3 separate regions of the Mus musculus genome follow, and all the other regions are linked to region 2. A link is a contact called in public HiChIP or PLAC-seq and promoter capture Hi-C data. All regions are on one chromosome and are shown on one strand. The core of a region is the stretch at or near the end of the contact, and the rest is flanking DNA. Distances in the headings are between cores, read along the strand shown. Region 1 holds the start of BC005624 (cDNA sequence BC005624). Region 2 holds the start of Urm1 (ubiquitin related modifier 1). Region 3 holds the start of Asb6 (ankyrin repeat and SOCS box-containing 6).

Evidence for each region. Promoter capture Hi-C pulls out the DNA fragments that hold promoters and counts their contacts. HiChIP or PLAC-seq counts read pairs in DNA pulled down with a chosen protein or histone mark.
Region 1: an HNF4G HiChIP or PLAC-seq map of pancreatic cancer cells shows a contact between it and region 2. The contact joins the promoter of BC005624 here to the promoter of Urm1 in region 2. A contact is called at or near these places in 2 of 39 promoter capture datasets (liver and pre-B cells), 1 of 484 Hi-C or Micro-C datasets (CD4 T cells), 1 of 115 datasets of contacts at active chromatin or transcription factors (pancreatic cancer cells) and 1 of 9 other capture datasets (adipose tissue).
Region 3: a contact with region 2 is called in a promoter capture Hi-C map of pre-B cells, with 2.7 times the contacts expected there. The contact joins the promoter of Asb6 here to the promoter of Urm1 in region 2. A contact is called at or near these places in 3 of 39 promoter capture datasets (erythroid cells, liver and pre-B cells), 2 of 115 datasets of contacts at active chromatin or transcription factors (pancreatic cancer cells and thymic regulatory T cells) and 1 of 9 other capture datasets (liver).

What each region holds. Positions count from the first base shown.
Region 1 is chr2:30,980,224-30,983,328 of GRCm38.p6, forward strand. It overlaps BC005624 (cDNA sequence BC005624), which reads right to left and starts at 1,718. Exons shown (of 9, transcript NM_144885.2): 1 at 1,555-1,718; 2 at 1,260-1,319. The coding sequence starts at 1,637. It overlaps Usp20 (ubiquitin specific peptidase 20), which reads left to right and starts at 2,056. Exons shown (of 25, transcript NM_028846.5): 1 at 2,056-2,175.
Region 2 is chr2:29,825,810-29,829,024 of GRCm38.p6, forward strand. It overlaps Urm1 (ubiquitin related modifier 1), which reads left to right and starts at 1,580. Exons shown (of 5, transcript NM_026615.4): 1 at 1,580-1,626. The coding sequence starts at 1,592.
Region 3 is chr2:30,826,838-30,830,294 of GRCm38.p6, forward strand. It overlaps Asb6 (ankyrin repeat and SOCS box-containing 6), which reads right to left and starts at 1,463. Exons shown (of 6, transcript NM_133346.2): 1 at 1,237-1,463; 2 at 86-261. The coding sequence starts at 1,349.

The sequences.
Region 1 (3,105 bases), core at 468-2,967, 1.2 Mb after region 2:
CTGTGTTGTACAACATAGCTGGATGTGAATGAGCCAGGAAGCAGTGTCCTCCAGTCTCTGCTTCAGGCCCTGCCATGATTCCCCCAATAACTGAGGATGATCAGGAAGGGTACAAGTTGTTTTGGTCCTGGTCACAGCAGTAGGAAGCAAACTGAGACAATTGGGATTACATAACTGAGAGAGTAGTGGGCAGTAGTTACAAAAGCCAAAGAAGAACCCAGTGCTCTGCTCGCTGTGAATGGTGAAATGGGGGGTCGGGTGAGAGGCAATGAAGCAGTTGGCGCACGCTCCTGCAAAGCCATTTGATATTCTGGAAATCACAGAGTAAGGTTCTGCCAGTCAAGGGATCTGTATCAGAAGACATATGCCAGAGGAAAATTTATCAAAATGACCCTAAAACCTGAAGCCAAGGCTTGACAGGGACTGAGTAAGCACACCAGCACTGAGCTATCCCCACCATTTCTTGTTTACTTTATGACCCAGGTCTCATAGTTGCTCAGTCAGGCCTTAAACCTGTGATCTTCCCACACAGCTGGGACTACAGTGCTATGGCACTAGGATGGGCCTTGTTGATGCTGAGACCAGTTTCACTCTGCAGGCCCGGCTGGCACCAAACTCATGGTAATCCCACTGTTTCAGTTTCTCAAGTCTGGGAGTCTAGGTGTGAGGCAGCACACAATCCCAGTCAATCTGGTAGCAAGTTATAGTGCACACCCCTGGCAATGCACACGACGCAGCCTTCTAAAAAGGTTTTCTGGAAAACACACACCATGGTCAGAGGCTCACAGTAATATGATGATTTAACTCTTTAAAAGCATGGGATAAACTAAAAAAGAAATAGGTGGGAAATAAATGGAAATATTATTATAAATGCTGTCTCTCTACCTCAAGTTTTTTTCTTTTTCTTTATTCTTCTTATGAAGCCTAGGTTGCCCTCAAACTCCCTGTGATAGGATTGCACCAAACCAGGCTATTGTTTATTTATTATACTTTTTAACCTAAGTTTCCCAAATTCTTATCTCTTAACACGTTGTCAATCACAATTCATCAGTCCAGCTAAAATTTACAGTTAGTGACTTGGAGCAGACCCATAGACCATCAGGTTCAGGGCATGTGACAAACATTTATAAAGAACCTTAGTTCCCTCTATGATCAGTAGAACTGTATGTCAAAGGAGGGATTTGTGACTGCGACCCTAGCTGGAAATTTTTGTTTTAGCTGGAAATCAATGACGCCGCGACCACCCCCGTGGTACCCACCTCACCCCATTTGGCCTCTTCCGCAAGTTCTGCACCTCTCGGGTTTCTTCCAGTTTTAGCCTGGGGGAAAAAAAGGAATAAAAAGTGACGCACAGGTTGAGACCTGCGGAACTCAAAAGCCAAACTCCGTTCTAAGGACATGTCCCTTTGCCGAGTCCCTGATCCAGTGGTCATCGGCAGTCAGACCCATGCGACCCCGGGGCACCTCTCCCAGCCGCGATGTGGCCTTATCCCTAGGAGCCTCTGCGTGGCGCTGGCCGGTATCCAGTCCCAAGCCTGTCTCAGCAACACGTACCGAACCTCCTCTGATTCTTGTTCATCCTCCTCCGACTCCGAGTCAGCCCGGCGCCGGCGGAATGTTTTCCCAGTAATCCGCATAGCGGAACCAGACCCTTGGCGCTGCGTTACCAGACGCGTAGTCCAGGGAACCTCTCTCTTCCGGCGCGCAGAAGTGTCGTCAGAGCGTCGGCTGCACTCAGACCCGCCTCCGCCTTGCCAGGCCACACCCCAAGCCCGTAGGGCCCCGCCTCAGCAGGGCAGGCAACCACTCCGAACTCCGAAAAGCAAGGGCAGGTATTGCCGCGTGGCCACACCCTCGACCACGCCCATCGAGTAACCATGCTCACCGCTCAACAGGACGGCCTTCGAACCACACGGTGAAACCCCAGCAGCACGGCCACTCCCCCGACTCCCGGCATGCTTGGGCACTCACCACTCGCACGGCCACGCCTCCGGCGTGCCCGGTACCGCCCTCTAGTAGGCTGTGACCTGTGACACCGCCCCCGCTCCTGGCATAGGCTCTCCCGATTGGACGTCTGACGGTGAGGAGGCGGGGCGTGGCAGGCAGAGCCACAAGACTCTAGGCAGCGCCGCGGTGGGCTAGCTTGACTGACAGGCGGCGCGGTTGCGACGGCAGGTGAGTTTCTGACGGCTGCTGCCTGCTGCCGGGGGCTGGGCCGCTAGAGCGGGGATCATCGTCCAGCCGCTGGGAGCAGGGGAGGCCTGGCTTTGCGGGGCGGCCAGGACCTGGTAAGAGGTCCCCGCCGCCTATCATCCCATCACCGACTCCCGTGCCCGCCCCGAACCCCCACGGCTCTGGCTTTTGAGCAGGCCGCACGTCGCTTGGAAGGCCAGCAGGAGGCCACTCGGGCTCCAGGGCTCGGACGTGCACATTTATTCCTCACTCACAAAAGCTGATCACCTTGCCGGGGGTGAATATCAGTCCCGGTGCTGACTGTCCATACCAGGTTGGCCTGCAGCCATTCGTCCCTAGGAGAGGTACCACTGACGTTCAGAGGCCAGGGACTGCTCTTTGAGAGCTTGGGAGGACTCGTTTGGCCTGGAGGACTGTCGCTCTGCCATAAGCACCTTACACCCCCGAGATGTTGCGACGGTAGTTAGTTTTTAAAGGTGTCTATAAACACTTATAAGATGGATAAGTGCATGCGTAATAGCTCACATGGGACTTTTAGGGACTCCTTAATTACTAGTTTCCTCTGGAGCACAGCGCTTCTTACTCGACACTTAACTGTGGCAGGCACTGGGGTAAGCAGTCTCTTCTAGAAGCCTTCCATCAAATCCCACGAAGTAGATGCAGTTGGGTCTCTCTTTCAAAAAACGAGGCTACCGAGGCGTAAGAGAAGTAACCCGTACTTCAAGTTCTGCAGCTGGGAGGTGAGGCTGGGTTGGGGACAGAGCTTTCACAGCTGCAGGGTGTGCTTCAGGGACAGCGGGCCTCTGTGGGTCTTCCCTGCTGCTGCTGCAGCTGGTGTGCCAGCTTATGGGCTGGGGGAGGGGCTGATGGACACTTTTTCCAGAAGACTATTCTGAAGCAGGGAGGGCATGT
Region 2 (3,215 bases), core at 330-2,829:
CCAGACAGTCCACTTTGGTATTTCTCATATGTATACCACCTGGTACTGTGACCAAACCCAGACCCTTGAGCAGGTGCAAGCACTGTACCATTGGGCTACATCTCCAGTTGACATTTTTCTTATCTTTTTTTTTCTTCATGTTTGTGGATGTGGGTGTATTCCTAAATCATCATTCTCCAATATATATATGATTTATATTTTTCAGTGTACTGTTTTTGTTTTTTGTTTGTTTTTCTAGACAGGGTTTCTCTGTGTAACCCTGGCTGTCCTGGAACTCACTTTGTAGACTAGGCTGGCCTCGAACTCAGAAATCCATCTGCCTCTGCCTCCCAAGTGCTGGGATTTAAGGCATGTGCCACCACCATCCGGTTCAGTGTACTGGTTTTTGCCTGAATATATGTAACTGGAACTGGAGTTAAAGTTGAGGACTGCCATGTGGGTGCTGGGAACCAACCCTGGGTTCTCTAGAATAGTAGCTAGTGCTATTAACCTCTGGGCCATCTCTGTAGTCCACTATTTTATGTATTGAGGCAGGGTCTTTCTGGAACTCAGAGCTTGCTCATTGGCTAGTGTAGGTTGCCAGCTTGCCCTGAGGAAGCCATCGTCACCTCCCTAGCTCTGGTATTGCCATGCTAACCATCATTTCACTTGGGTTGGGGATCTTATCTTTGATCTTTACACTTGCCCAGCAAGTACTTTATCAGATGAGCCATCTCCACAGCCCTAGCGTTTTTTTCACAAATCTCTATAATTCTAATTTTCTAACATCGGAAAATTTATTTCAGTTTAGGATTTCACATTTATTAGCATGGTTTGTACATTTGATTACGGCTGTCTCCCCGTCTCCCTGCTACACGGAGAGACCTAGAGACAAGAACTTCAGTTACAGCCGTTATTACTGACTCTCCACAGGACCAATCTGCCAGACACATTGTTAACTCAGTAACCGTGGAGTAGAAGACATACAATTCATCATCTGACACAGATGTTTGCATAGTAAGATGGCAGCTCCGGAGAGAGACAACAGGGTCAGAAACAAGAATTTGGAGTTACCTCGTTTTACTCCCTTAAGCGATGTTAGCTGGGTTGACAGGGTTCTTGTTTGTGGGTTCTTTGTTGTTTTTGGTTTTGTTTTGTTTTTGAACCCTGGGTGTCCTGTAATTCCCTACGTAGATCAGGCTGGCCTGGCACTCACATAATCCACCGTCTCTGCCTTTCTGAGGGCTAGGATTAACGGCGTGTGCCACCATGCGTGGCTTAAAAACAGATTTGTAGCCAATGAAAGATCAACAGTACGTGGCTCACAATCATGTCATCGGATGCTGATGAATTTCCCCTTAGACGTCTTTCTTCAGGAAGTCCCTTCCTGCTCGGTTTTTTTTTTTTTTTTTTTGGCCAGGTCCGCAAATAATGTAGACAATCAATTCCGCAGCCCACTGAGCGGGTGCCTTCGTCCAATAGCTGAGCAGTAACGAACGGATTTCGCCCCACCCCGTACCGCCTCTTCCGTTTACGCTTCCTGGTGGCGACCGGAAATAAACGGGCGCTCCGGAAGTTAAAGGGCGTGTCCTGCTAGTTTGGTTTCCTAAACATGGCGGCGCCCTTATGTGTGAAGGTGGAGTTCGGGTGAGTGAGATCTGGGGCGCCTTGGGGATGGAGCGAAGCCATAAGGCTCGGAATTCCGGACCTCTCTTGGCCTGCCGAGGCTGTGTCGCCCTCCGAGAGCCGGGATAATCCCCTGGCCTCTGACTGACGCGGTCTCTGTGGGTGACGAGGCCGTGAGTCCGAGAGTTGAGGCGCACACACGGGTAGGGAGATGCGTTTGGAATCCTTCGCCTTGCTCTGTATCATGTAGGACTGGGAGGCATTGACAGTGAGCAGGCGGTCTTCCGGCATGTTTCACCCGTGCCATTCCGAGCCCGACTCGCCTTGTCTGGTTTTTGAGCTTCTAAGGGGAGCGCACGAGTAGAGACGAACCCTGCTGAATAATCTCAGTTCTGTCTTCCCGCCTAGTGCCTTCCTAGGGGAAGTCTTGGCCAAGACAGGACCTTCCTCTTTCTCAAACCTTGTGTGTGTGTGTGTGTGTGTGTGTGTTTTCGAGACAGGGGTCCTCTCTGTTTGGCTGTCCTGGAACTCACTCTGTAGATCAGGCTGACCTCGAACACAGAAATCCGCCTGTCTCTGCCTCCCAAGTCCTGGGATTAAAGGCGTGGGCCACCACCGCCCGGCATACCTTGGAGTTTTAATTAGATTTTAATCTTTTGCAAAGTAGTTTGGTAAGTGTCTTCTGCAGAGTCCAGAGGAGCTACCGGGGTAAATAAGCTGCCACGGAGGGAGTGACTAACATTGGTAGTATATTATCCTTACTGTGAAAAGGTTCAGAATCCGGGTACACATCACTACTTGAAGGAACACGGGGAAAAGTGAAGATTGTCTCAAATCACCATTGTGTTCTTCCAACACACAGAATGCTTGTCATGGTTTCAAAACCTGCAGAAGACAGACTTCTTCGGAAGCTGAGAACAAAGAACTGAGGCTTCTAGAGATGGGTGGTTGGTTTCTAGAATCTTATGGAAAAGCTAGGGGTGTGTGTGTGTTTGTGTGTGTGTGTGTAGATGAAGAAGCCAAGGTTGAAGTGAAGGGAAACTCAAGGGTAGAGAGAGATGTAAAATTCCTTCCAAATGCCTTTCTTCGCCTTGGATGCCCCCCATTCCTTTCATGTTGTCCCTTCACTAGGCAGTTCATTCACCAGTCATTTATTGAGTGCCTACCATGTGCCAGGCAGTGAGCCAGACACCAAGGATACAAAGATAAATAGCACTCTGTCTAGTCCCTGCAGTGTTCAGCATTTCTGTCCCTTGGAAGGGAGTAGTCTCATGAATGTTAAGTGCAGTTTAATTGATGATATTGTCTTGCTGCTTGGATCCAATTAGGTTGGTCTGGCTTCCTGACTGCTTTACCTCTTCGAACCTTAGCCCAGCTAACACGGTATCCTCCCACCTCCCAAACTGGGCTATGAGGGGACTTCCTGATGCCTTGACCAGCTTCAGCAGAACTGAGAAGGAAGAAGTTACAGGCTCTCAGTGTTAATGTCTGTTGGTAGCCAACTTGCCTTTCATTCTCACTGAGACGTGGTATTTACTCAGCAGAGATGTGATCTTTCTGCCAGATACTGTGCTGGCAACAGTAAGGACGTCATCAAGTAAACCAGACCC
Region 3 (3,457 bases), core at 213-2,712, 1.0 Mb after region 2:
ACCCCAAAGACCGGAGGAAAAGCAGTGGCTGGGCCTGGCTGCCTAGTCCTCCTCACCCCACCCCCATCCTCAGGATGCTGCTGACCTTCGAAATTGAGGTTGGCCCCACTCTGCAGAAGGACAGCAGCTGCCCGGGTCAGGCCCAGCTCAGCCATCTTCAGCAACGCATTGCTCACGCCTTCCTGGTAGAATGGAGAGTGAGCCTTCTGCTCCAGCAGCTCCGTGAGGACCAGGATCCGGCTCTCCTCGCTGGAAGCAGAACTGTGCACCAAGAGGCAGAACAGAGAAAGTGGGAACTCACGGGGGCCAGTGGCCCTAGCCTGTGTGCCCTTTCACAAGCATCCACACAAGCTGCGCATGCTCTGTGGGGCACAACTCTTTCTTGGTCAAAAGCATTAAGTGATTTCAAAGCCATCCTTCAGCATGCTGTCAAAGTGCTGGCTCTGCCCCATCTTCTCTCACACCACCTTGAGGGTAGCCCTAAAGCTCTCACCCTTCCTAGACAAAACTACCTACTAAGTGCATCTTGGGCCTGGACGCTGTTCCATATGTTACCCCAGCTCTGACAACGGCCCAAACACCACCTTCAGAGTCACCTGGCCACGACGCGCCTTACTTGCTCTTCGCCCTAATCTCACCCACCAGACCTCTTGCAACAGGTGGGCCCTAAGATCTGACCAACGCCCGGACACAAAACGCTTATCTGGGGCAGCCCTCCTAAATATGCTGGGCTCCGCCAAAGGAGGGCAGTAGCGCCTTGTTGTGCAGCCCTGCGGCCCCGCCTCCGAGTTCTTAAAAACGCCTGGCACTGCATTTACAGAGTAGGCCGCAGAGGAAAGGGCTGATGTGGTTTAGAAAAGACATCCTTGGTGAGACTGCTAGCTCCTCTGCCCCACCCTACTCTGCATCTCAGACCGCGATGCCGGTCTGGGTGCTCGCTTGTCTCTGTAGCACAAGCACTCCGAAGGCGTAGCGCTCCGAGTACCCAAGGAGGTCTGCACAGGGCACACGGACCACACCGGCTTGCTTCCCCAGAGGCTCTCGGAGAGGCCTGCTGTCTGCCGAAAGTCCGGTCGGCCCCAGCCAGGACGTCTCCAGCATCCATGCACAGGCAGCAGAGGCCCGGGTCTTCTGCCCTACAAGACACTCCGAGCCCGCCTCAGGCTGGAGCTCGAGCTCGCGGCCACGCAGCTCCCACTCCCGCTGCGACAACCACAGAGGACCGCAGCGACTTACTCATCCAGGGGCTCCTGCCGCTCCAGATCCTGGATGCCCAGGGCGCCAAGGATGGCGTCCACTAGGGGCTGGTACTCAAAGATGATCCTGCGGAAGCCGTGCAAGAACGGCATGGCGTCGGCCGCGTGTTCCGACACCCACAGGCCACCACCTCCCGATCTACCGGTTCAGACCCCGCGCCGGTGAGCAATCCTCCCAGGCCCCAGTTCCGCACCGGAAGTTATCCTACCACTCCTACTTCCGGTCCGTGCGGGCCTTTGAGGGAGCATGTGAGTCACACTGCCCCCTGCCGCCGGGGAGGACCTCGCGGCGATCATCACTGTCCGGCTCCGCCCCGCACTGAAATTCCCCGCGAGGCCGCTGAAGGGCGTCTGAGCTCCGACGGGGCATGCGGCCCCGCTACTGACTGGCTCCAATCCGAGGTGACACAGGCCCTATTCGGAGCCTGAACACTACTTTCTGCAGCCTACTTGACTTTGGCCACTCTCTAAGGAAAGGCTGCAACCACCTCAGTTTCTCCACTGTGTAGACCAAGTGGCGTAATGAGGATCTTGCACCCCAACTCTTCCCCACAGACGCTGGGGGCAGTTCCTTATTCTCTGTCCCTTGACGCCTAGCCAAACAGGCTGCCCACTTTTCCCACTTTTCACTGGAGGGACTCTGTGAACCTTCATGTCCTGATCTGGAAAATTGGCATAATATCACTTGCCTAGACCCTGAGCAGGAGGAAGCTTTGACATAGCAGAAAGGACTGTACCAGGTAGCGTCCCCCTACGCAAATTTGAGTGGCTGCAACTTTGAGTCCTGCGGCAAGGCCCTGATGACTCTAAAAAGGTCAGTTATGGGGAGGTGTCAATGGTCCTGAGGCTGCACCATCATAGGTGTAGCTCCAATCCCTTATGGGGGCTTGTGTTCTCTCTGCTTGGCACCTGCCATCTGCCATAGAGTTACTGGCTTGGAACAAAATTTCTTCTTTGTTTTAACCAAGAGCCTTCCTGCCTCCACTTCTCAAGTGTTGGGATGCTAGGCTTGGTTCCAGGATAGCCCAGGACACCAAACCCAGTGGCCAAGGATCTTACACAGAATGGGTACACAGCTCCTCTCATGACCTATTTCAGCTCTATGGGACTCTGCACCCAACAGAGTAAACACCAGGTTGGTCATTGTTTATTGGGTTGTTAAGGGAATAATGGGGAAAAAATCTGTACAGGGGCTGGAGAGATGGCTCAGCAATTAGGAATACTGGCTGCTCTTGCAAAGGACCTAGGTTCTGTTCTTAGCCTGCCAGGACTACATAGTGAGGCTCTATCTCCAAGAGGGGGGAGGAGTCGGGTGGAGGGTGGCAGGTTACTGGAGAGATCTTGATCAGCCCAGGTTCAGCTCCCAACACCCTCATAGTGGCTCACAGCCACCCATAACTCTAGGCCAAGGGGATCTGGTGCCCTCTTCTGGACGCTGTGGGCACAGGCACAAAAGTGATGCACATATGGCCATGCAAGCAAAACATCCCTATTCATGGGGAAAAAAAAAAAAAAGTTCCCCTTTGGGCCTGGGAGTTGGCTCACCGAGCAGAATGCCTCGAGTTCCATACCCAGCACCATGAAGACTGGACATCGTGGCTTCCTGCTTTGGGTCTGTGCCTTTGTCCAGGTCACTTCTCCTTTCCTCAGTGGCTCCAGCACTTGGCTTTGGAGGCTGCCCTGATCCAGAATAGCAGTAGTTTAGCCTCCTGACATCTACAAGACCCTTCTTCCAAATAAGGTCACTTTGAAGGTCCCCAGACTAGAGCTTCAGTGGAACTCAGAGGGCAGAATACAAACCCCATGCAACAGGTGAATCTAGGTGTGGTCCTTCTGGCCTTGGCCTCACCATCTTCCCCTAGCCTAGCCTTTAATGGCTGATCCGTCTCTCCAGCCAGTCTTCACCTCTGACTTGATCACTTGCCTGGCTCTCACAGGCCGAGGTCCAATGAAAGGCATCTTGATGTCACCAGTGTCTGAGAGAAGGGACAGGCAGAGTAAGAAGAACTGGGCTGCTGAGCTGGTTCAGGAGGTGGAGGCTTGCCACCAAGCCCTGTGGCCTGAGTTCAGTCTTTAGGACCCTATGGCAGAGGGAGAGAACAGACACCTACAGGTTGTCCTCTGACCTCTACACACATACAGCACGTGTGGATACATGCATACTTAGTGTAAATACACATAGAACACATGAGAATTAACTT